Regions from separate parts of the Mus musculus genome. Here region 2 is linked to region 1. A link is a contact called in public HiChIP or PLAC-seq data. All regions are on one chromosome and are shown on one strand. Each heading gives the region's core, a stretch centred on a gene start, on an enhancer-like site or on the middle of the called end of the contact. The rest is flanking DNA. Distances are from core to core; before and after follow the strand shown.

Region 1 (4,506 bases), core at 1,702-4,201:
CCTGTGGATCAGGAAACAACACTGTCAAACTCAAGCCATCTGGATTGGTGGCAAGCACCTTTGCCGGCTGCGTGATCTCACCAGCCTGGTCTTCTTATTGTAAATCTTTAAACAAATCTACAACTATTTCTTACACATGCTCCAAACTCTGTGAAAGGCTACAGCTAAACAAAGAGCAATAGAACTGTGAATCATATTACCAGATAAAGAAAATTGTGAGGCACTCACTACAAGGCAGGTTCACACTGCCAAGATTCTGGAAGCCAAGGCTCTTGTGAACTGCACCTGGGCTAGGATGTCCCTAAGCAGGGCTGTAGAACCACAGGACACAGATCATTGTGACAAAGATAGGGAGGTGAGTGTGAGTAAGGCCCTGTGGAGAGCCACCAGTATGAGAACACAGTGTAAATAAAAATTACTGTCCACTGTGTGGCAGAGAAAGAAAGGGTAGTATCTTGTGTGAAGAGCTTTAATTTCTCCTAACACCTATTAAAATAAAAGAGGAAGAAGAAGATCGCTGGCGGCAACAGAACAAGAGAAGCAAACAACCTCTGTCCATCAAGTTGAAAAGTGATAATATAAGAGAGAATAAATCTAAAAATATCCCCTTTAAAACCAAACATCACTCCTCTATCTGCAACACAGCCATAGATGGTTTCTAATGGTCCTCCAAAAAGCTCAAGCAAGTCCTTAAAAACACCTGCCTGGGCCCCTGTGTCCTGGCTTTCTCACCTCTGATCTTACAACTTTTCACTCCTCTTATGTGGACCTCCCTGGTCTCCTTGGCCTTTCACTCTGAATTCTCACATCATGGGTCGTATGCATGCTCTGCTCTTCATTCATTGCAGTCTCGTCTTGTCAGAAGCTGATATACACGGGTTCCATTTTTAGTCTGGCATTCGTGGATCTCTAAAATATGCACTGAATGAGTGAACTGATTTTGTTGGGGCCAGAGTTATAGTCCTAATCTCACCCTTCAGACCCAATGCATAGTCAACGTAGCAGTTCCCCAAGTGACAACATTCACCAACATTTCCCAGGGAAAGGTGTGGAGTGACAAGGTACTCTTGGATGGTTTTGTTAAGGCTTAATGCCAACATGTACAGACCCACAGAAGCCTGTAAGAGTTGAATGTGCAACAGACCCATCACCCATATAGTGAGAACTGTGGCAAACAAAATGAAATGAAGAACTCAGTCTAGAAGGAGATAATTTCATGATAGTGTTTTATATGTTCTTATTTGTAAAATACTATTTTAAAATACTAAGGCATACAATAATAGAATGGCATTAGGAAGCCAAGAAAGCAAAGTTTTAAGCAGAACAGTATTGTACAAAAAAAGTTCAAGAAGTTCAAATCCAAGAAAATATATATATACACATAAAAGAAAAAACAGTAACACAGTTCTGGTACACTGAAGTAATTCTATATAATCAGAATGCTTATTAAGTTTAAGAAAGTAGAACAAGGATGGTATGTATGGAGGTTCACAGACATATGCCAAATTAACATCTGATCTCTCTCTGTGTCCCCACAGCCTGTCTCTCCTTTTTCTACCACTGAGCCTCAAGCTACAATTTTATTGATTCTCTGAGAACTCTAACACAGTTCTTTTTGAGGATCAACAAGTGTTTTCAGAAATTTCCTGTTGTCCACGGACGTGACTGTTGGCCCCCTATAGCTCCTTCCTTTAAGCCCAATGAGCCACTACTCTATTGCTGGCTCTTTGTCTCTGTAATTTAACCTTTTTGAACATGCCCTGAAGCCTTTATCTCCTATTATCATATGTAAAAGTTTGACGATGTAAAAGCTAGGCATACATATTTTATTTGGTGCAGAGAGATCATATTGGCCATCTAAGAGGATGGTCTTCCAAGATCATGCTGGGGTAGCCTTAAATTATCTTGTTTTCTGATATCTACTGCTTCCTAGGTAAACTCTGTTCTGTTAGAACTGCTCAGAAGAGGCTATGATGGGAGATGACACTTCCTCAAAGCTTTTAGCAAAGTACATACATACTGAACATTTTAAACATGCTCTACAGTCTCTAATTTTCTGCTCTATGGGTTGAATGTGGTCTTGGTGGCTGTGTGCATGAGTCTACACAGAATGCCACATCCATAGATAACATGGATGTTCTTGACCTCAGATTACACTTTCGAGGAACCAGGATGAGGACTTTTCAGAAGAAGGCCTGTGGTCATAAGTTATTGAAACTTTTTACAAAGAAAAATAATGGGCTACAGCACTGGCTGGCATGTAGACTCCAGTAGTCTTGAAACAGATCAGGAGATGAGAAAGAAAGACTTCTTCCTTCTGGGCCAGACCACAATAATGTTTAAGTGGAAAACAAGCAGTGTTCCACACTCACTTCCAGACATGCAGCTTGACTGCAAAACTGACAGTGATCACAGCAGGGGCCCCGAGGACATCTGTTCTAGAACTTCTATTTGTGAACAGTGCTGGTAGAGCTCTCCCCTCCAAGAAACCCTGTCAAGGCTGTGGTTGAGAAGTTCCAAGCCTGACCTTTCAGATATAAGTGGCATCTGATTGGTCTCTGGGCCCTGGAGTGGCCCAGCTCCCATGGTGCTGTTTACCTGGTAGATGGGGTTAGTTTTGCTCTTCATAATGCACAAGCCCCAGCACGTGGCCACTCTCACGATGCTTGCTTTCATTGCTCCACTTTAAAAATGGACACGGAAGACACGAAAAGGACTAGGACCTCATCCAAGAACTTTTCAAAAGAGGCAGTTGTTTTCAAACCCAGGCAGCATGGCCAGATACTCATCTTGATATTATTTGATCAGCATCTAAATTCAGTAAGGACAGTAGAGCAACTGCTGCTCCGCTTAATTCCAATAATTGCTCCAAGAAGTGGAAATAAATTGTGCATGAGATGTTTACATGTTAGTGTGAGTCACTGACTGGTGGGAAGGTATCTCTGGCATTTTGCAACAAATGAGTCATGCTAAAATATCCACCATTTGGCCTTGGAAAAAAAGGGAAACTGCCTATGTACACAAGATTGAGATAATATTTATTTCAACAAAACACTTTGAGACTGTTCATTTTTATACCCAGAGGTTTGGAAACCCCGACATTTGCTTAGCCTAGCTAATGTAATCTATTTTGGTATTAGTGTTCTCCCTTTTTCTAATGAAATTAGTTTTAGGCAAAAGGGCAGTCTATATTAAAGCAAGTGTTTTCACTGTAGTGTTGTTTATCTTAATCAAACTTGTATGCAAACCAGCTCCTGGAATACAAATTCATGTCAAACATGAAGTTTAGGAAAGTTTAGAAGACAAGGTTGATTTTCTCAAGCAACTTTAAATACTAACCTAACATGTTATCATTTTCAGTTGGTGTTTGAGGCCATAGACCACCTCCCCTTCATTCCCATTCATGTCTTACACAGCAGGTTGTAGTGACTGAATCCTACTAAGCACTGCATTGAGGACAAGTTACTTAATATATCTGAATATTTTATATAAACAAATATGTGTCATTGTGTCAGGGTTCTTTTCAGGAGTGGCTCGCTCATTAAAAAAAAAAACTATAGTAAAAACATATGTTCAATGAAGCCTCCACTAAGGCTGGAACTTTGCTGTAGTTTGAATGTAGAGATATTGGCTAATTAAAACCATTAGCAAGTCCAGATTATCAATGTAAAGATGTCTGAAAAAGTTTCAGACTCCAATGCTCTGTTTTCATAAACTTACTCACACTTTCCCAGCTTGCCCTGCCTCAATATAGCAACATGGCATTCTGAAGAAACACATCCCAGACATAGCTAATTTTCCTCCCTTGTATTTGTGCCCCGAGTCTATGGATTTTGGTTCAAAATGAGCCCTGCATCTGGAAATGGCAGAATCAACACGTTTTTTATTTGTTGACTTTGATTTTTTTAAAGACAAATCTTAGGGCTGGAGAGATGGCACCCCATTTCAGAGCACTTTTGTCTTGTAAAGGACAGGTTCCCAGAACCCATATCAGATGGCTCCCAGGCATAGATAAGTCTAGGAGATCTGATGCCTTCTGCCTTCCACAGACACTTACATGTATGTAGTTCACATCTCATATTGGCACAAATACATATACACATAAATAAACAAACAAATATCTTTAAAATAACAAGTGACAGTGGGGTTATTCAGGTACTTTTAAGTTCTTTTTAAATGAAATGTGAAATATGTAGAAAAAACTGCAAAATATTAAGCAATTAAATGTTTCATACAGCTTCCACCAAAATTGTCACTTTTTTATTTTGAACCAGATTCTCATGTATAGCCCTAGCTGACCTGGAAGACTCTATCTAGACCAGGAACATAGAGATCTGAGTACTTCTGTGTGGTGATACAATATTATGAAATAGCTCACATTCTAAGAGACTGGAAGCTTTGCTGGGTCTCACAGTCAGAATTAATAATACCCATTGAGGTCACTTAAGACTGATAGCCTCCTGTACATTCAACTTGCTTGCTTAACCTGACTTTAAGAAAACAATG
Region 2 (4,564 bases), core at 118-2,617, 750 kb before region 1:
AACAACAGTTTAAACTTTTCAAGTTTAATTTGCATCTATTTAAACATTTTATTATTTTAGCATCCATGTACTGTTCCTTGAGTAGGACAACTCTTACATAGTTTAAGGCAAAGGTAATTAACATAGCGCCTCAGCCAGCTTCCCACTGAGGTTAAGTCAAGCTTAGCCTAATTAAGGTTTAGACAATCTGGCCTGTACTATATTCAAACAGCAGATATTATTTTGTTAGAGCTGCAAGTTTGACATTTTTAATCAGTTTCAAATAAAGGCATAAATAGAAAATAGAAAAGACACTACGTTGCATGACTGGAGAAAGGGAAGGATGAAGTACTTAGAGAGTCCTCAGAGCACGGGGGTATTCCATTCACACAGAGACTATCGAATGCAGCCTCCACATACATTAGTAAGGAAATGTCACTGTTACAGTTAATTAAAAGGCAAATATGGAGCCACACCTATTCAAAAGTCACATGATCAAGCCTGATGTGCCCAGATGTTGGTTAAAGCTCTGATTCTTCACTGGAGGGATGCATATCCACATACAGCGCCAGTTGCAGGCATGACCATGGTCTTCTAGTAAATGTTCTATCTCACCAGCCCAAAGGGTTAAAGGGTTACTTACATAATTATCTGCTTCCTGTAAAAATGATGCTCTGTTCGTTCCAGACAAGGAACATTGTCTGAACATTAAAATTTTCAGCAATCAGTATAAGCTGTGTATTCAGAGTCCTAAGAAAAATACTTTCAGAATAGAATGTCCCCTTGTGCTTGCTCCTCACGTAGAACCAGAATCACCCATGTTCTCTTCTTCCATCAGTGAGAATTTTTTACTTACTGTACAATATCTAAGAGCTCTCCTTCCCAAAGTCAAAGCTCTGACAGCACCACCATTCTGTTACTACAAGAGAACTCTCCCAACGATGGACTGGATAGTAAACTCTACTTTCTGGAGTCTCAAGGAGTGCCACCTTTCTCAAACTTCCAGGTAAGTCTTGGAGTAGAATGTTTCTATATCATCTTGAACAGCTTAGGATCTGGTGTGGCCTCACCCTGAGATAAAGAATAAGCCTGGGATATTCAGTGCATATTTTGAATGACCTGGAAGCAAGCCCAAGTAAAAGAGGACCTTGTGTATCTTTCCTTCTGTGATGGCATGGTATAGGTCTCCTGTTCCAAGAGTGGCCTCAATAAACAGCTAAACATAATGACCAAAAATTTCTGTCAGAAAGAGCTTTTCATGCCAAAAACCGCAATCACTATTTTTGGCAGTCTTCCACATTCATATGGGCAACAGTAAATAGCATGACTCAGGAGATTAACTCTTGCTTACCTGGGTCAGAGTTTACAAATACTCTGGCAGCCACTTCAAAAGGTAGTATGGAAAGTAACTACAATGGAAGGTTCTTTTACCACAGCACATGGTATGCAGAGCTATATTCCATGCTGTGACAGTCATCTACACGCCGCTCTGCAATCAGTTCACCTTCTACAACTCTCTTTCCTCCCCTGATATTTCCAGTTAACCTTGCTGGGACCCGTGTCCACGCTTTTACATCCCCACACGCATCCACATCTGATGCGTGATGAGTTAACCACTAGTCTGGGTTTATTGACTCATCTGCAGCGAATTTCTCCCACAACTGTGACTTAGTAGGGCAAGTGTAGAGCTGGCTTTATTTCTCCACAGTGCATCCAAGGAGATTTCTACTTAGCTGTTGGGTGGTGGTACCTGTTCCTTATAAGTATGCCATAATACCTGTTGATACCTTTTGTTATAATTACGGTTTCTATTGATGTCATTAAACAACTTCATCAAAAGCAACTTGGAGAATAAGGGATTCGTTTCAGCTTACATGTTTGAATCACAATCCATCATGAAGGTAAAATGGGGCAGGAGCCAAGCCAAGAACTAAGAGACAGCGAGTGAAGCAGGAGCCATTGAGGAATGTAGCTTACTGGTCCTGCTCCCCATTCCACACCCAGCCAGCTTTATTATATAACCCCCGATGGACTGCCCAGGAAGAGCATTGCCACAGTGAGCTGTGCCCTCCAACACCAATCACTAATCAAAAAAGTGCACTACAGCCTTGCCTACAGGCAATCTGACAGAAGAATATTCTCATCCAAAATTGCCCTCTTTGCAAATGCCTCTAGACTTTATCAAGCTGATACAGAACTGACCAGGACATCTTCCTTTTGTATGCTTTATACTAGCTAACAGATGTTCACACACTGAAGGTTTTCATTTCTCTGTGCATAGTCCACTTCTGACCTCAAATTACCCTCAATGTACATAATTCCAGTCCATGTGAATGTCCTTTGTAAAAGACTAATCAAAGCCTGTCTAGTCAGGTTTGGACTAAAGTTAAAATATGCAATTGCTCAGACCAAAGTACACCGCACCTCAGTTACACCATTACTCTCTTGTTAAGTCTCTTTCCAATTTCCTACATGGACTCCTAAGGAGTGGACCTTTGAAGGGTATTTAACTTGACCCCTGGTTCGGGTCCCATTTGTGCTTCCTGGTCCTCTATAGTGAGGGGCTTCCTCCACAGGATCTTACCATTACGAACACCTCCATGAACTCTCCCACGCCTTCACTGTCATGATGGTCTGAAATCGTCTGGGGCCATGGCCACAGAGAATTCTTTACTTGTTCCTTAAGCTAATATTGTCCCAGCAATGCAGAACTACCTAATACAACTCCCAAGCTCCTTGCCTGTTGAGGAGCGTATCCACTTAACTTCTTGAAATCTCCATCTAGAACTATAGTAGGCAAGTCAGACTTGACATGAGCTGTCAGGAACACCTGCTTTACCAGGAAACTGTTATACTTCTAGATAGCCACCTTGTGGCTGGGCTAAGAACCTGTGAACATCTCATATTTCCTTGACCATAATCTTTGTTGTTGTTATCAAATCTATTTAGCAACTATTTTGTAGAATAGTCGAGAAAGCCAGTGAGATGGTTCAGAGGGTAGCCATGCTTATTGTCAAGTCTGACAACCTGAATTGAATCCTGGGACTCATAGTGTAGAAGGAGAAAACTGACTCTAGCAACTTGTTCTCTGACCACCACATTTGTATATGTGCATGCATAAGCATGTGTGTGTGTGCGCACACACACACACACACACACACACACACACACACACACAGAAATGTAGTAAAAAATTTTTCTTGAAAAAAGGTTATTTAGTGTTATGTATATTAGGCATTGTTTTACTAGGATTCAGTGATATACAATTTTTTTTGTTGTTTTGTTCCCCAGAGACATACTTTATACAGTTCTGTACATTTGAGAACATGAGCACTGGCCCAAGTGCAACCTAGGTTAGCATCTATCACTCTGTGGAGAATAGAGCACCCTGTGCACAAAATCAAGACACATTGTCTATGCCCCTGAAACCTGTTTCAGGCTTCTCCAGGCATTTGCCTCTTCAAGTGCCCAGTAGGTAGAGGTGAAGGCCTGCGCAGCATCTGCATAAACAAGGAAATGAGTGGGTGTTGCAGGGAGAGACGTCCAGGACACTATTCCCTTCTTCACACGTTTGGAAACAAACAGCACCCGGGAGAGTAGTCAGCACAGAATTGTCCCTTCCATGTTTGTGATCCAAGGACTGCTGCTCACCAAAATGGGGCATAAGGAAGACTGTTCATTCCTCCCATTTTGGTCCACTGGGCCCTATCCTTACTGCCATCCATAACATAGTTTTCTTTTGACTTCTGTGTTATTGGTCAGAGACAGAACAAAAGCCAGTAATAGAAGTCTCCACATATATAATGTTGGGGGTGGGGATATTTATGCTGCTGGGGGTTGGTTCATGTAGTTTTTTTTTTTAATTCTTACTTTCTTGACAATAAACCTTTCCCTCATCTCATATATGTATACAATGAACACTTCTCTCACTTTACCCCATGTCTCCCTGATATGCCTGCTACCAACCTTATGTCTTTTTTTTTTAGTACAACAGTAAGTCCAGTTAGTTACCATATGTGAATGGGTGAAAGGCCATCCTCAATTCTATTTCTTAAGTAATGCAAATTAACTGAACCTAAAATTCATCTGGGGTTGTTCTCTCAGGGCTACTCAGATCAAATGCAAAGACCTTGTAGGTCTGTATGATCAGCTGGAACGCAGATACACCACATACCTTTAGTCATTCTGGCTGGAATACAATACATACTGAGCACACATATCCAATGAGAACAATGACATCTACTTAAAGGGCAGAAAAACTGATGACAGAATGAGCCCAAATAGGATCTGCCCAACTCTCATGAGCAGGAAAGGGAGGCTATTTAAGAACAGTGCAGAAAGAGAGAGGCAGTCAGCTGGGAGTCAGTACAGTGGAGTTGAGGCCAGTGAAGCTAGAGAATAAGGAGGAGACAGAAGAATAGAATAAAATGGCAGAGTAAATTTGAGGTCAAGCAGAGCAATTCAGTGAGGTGTTGGGAGAAGTCAGATTGAAGTAGTCAGCTTGGAGAGGACTTTGAGCCACAACAGCTAAATTAAACCAGCCAGCCAGAGTTCAGAAAGAACTAGAAAGGGTGAGCTTATTCAG

Evidence for each region. HiChIP or PLAC-seq counts read pairs in DNA pulled down with a chosen protein or histone mark.
Region 2: a contact with region 1 is called in a FOXA1 HiChIP or PLAC-seq map of pancreatic cancer cells. The contact joins two enhancer-like sites. A contact is called at or near these places in 1 of 484 Hi-C or Micro-C datasets (granulocyte-monocyte progenitors) and 2 of 115 datasets of contacts at active chromatin or transcription factors (large pre-B cells and pancreatic cancer cells).

What each region holds. Positions count from the first base shown.
Region 1 is chr6:17,118,141-17,122,646 of GRCm38.p6, reverse strand. All of the region lies in intron 1 of Gm4876 (predicted gene 4876), which reads left to right. Among named protein-coding and RNA genes, the nearest start is that of Gm4876, 51 kb to the left of the region's middle. Within about 2 kb of position 2,951, at least 28 of the 459 cell types and tissues checked have an H3K27ac peak or open chromatin away from gene starts, as enhancers often do. A contact at or near this core is called in pancreatic cancer cells, where this site is marked.
Region 2 is chr6:17,868,759-17,873,322 of GRCm38.p6, reverse strand. The region is part of intron 9 of St7 (suppression of tumorigenicity 7); the gene reads right to left. Among named protein-coding and RNA genes, the nearest start is that of Gm52894, 30 kb to the right of the region's middle. Within about 2 kb of position 1,367, at least 13 of the 459 cell types and tissues checked have an H3K27ac peak or open chromatin away from gene starts, as enhancers often do. A contact at or near this core is called in pancreatic cancer cells, where this site is marked.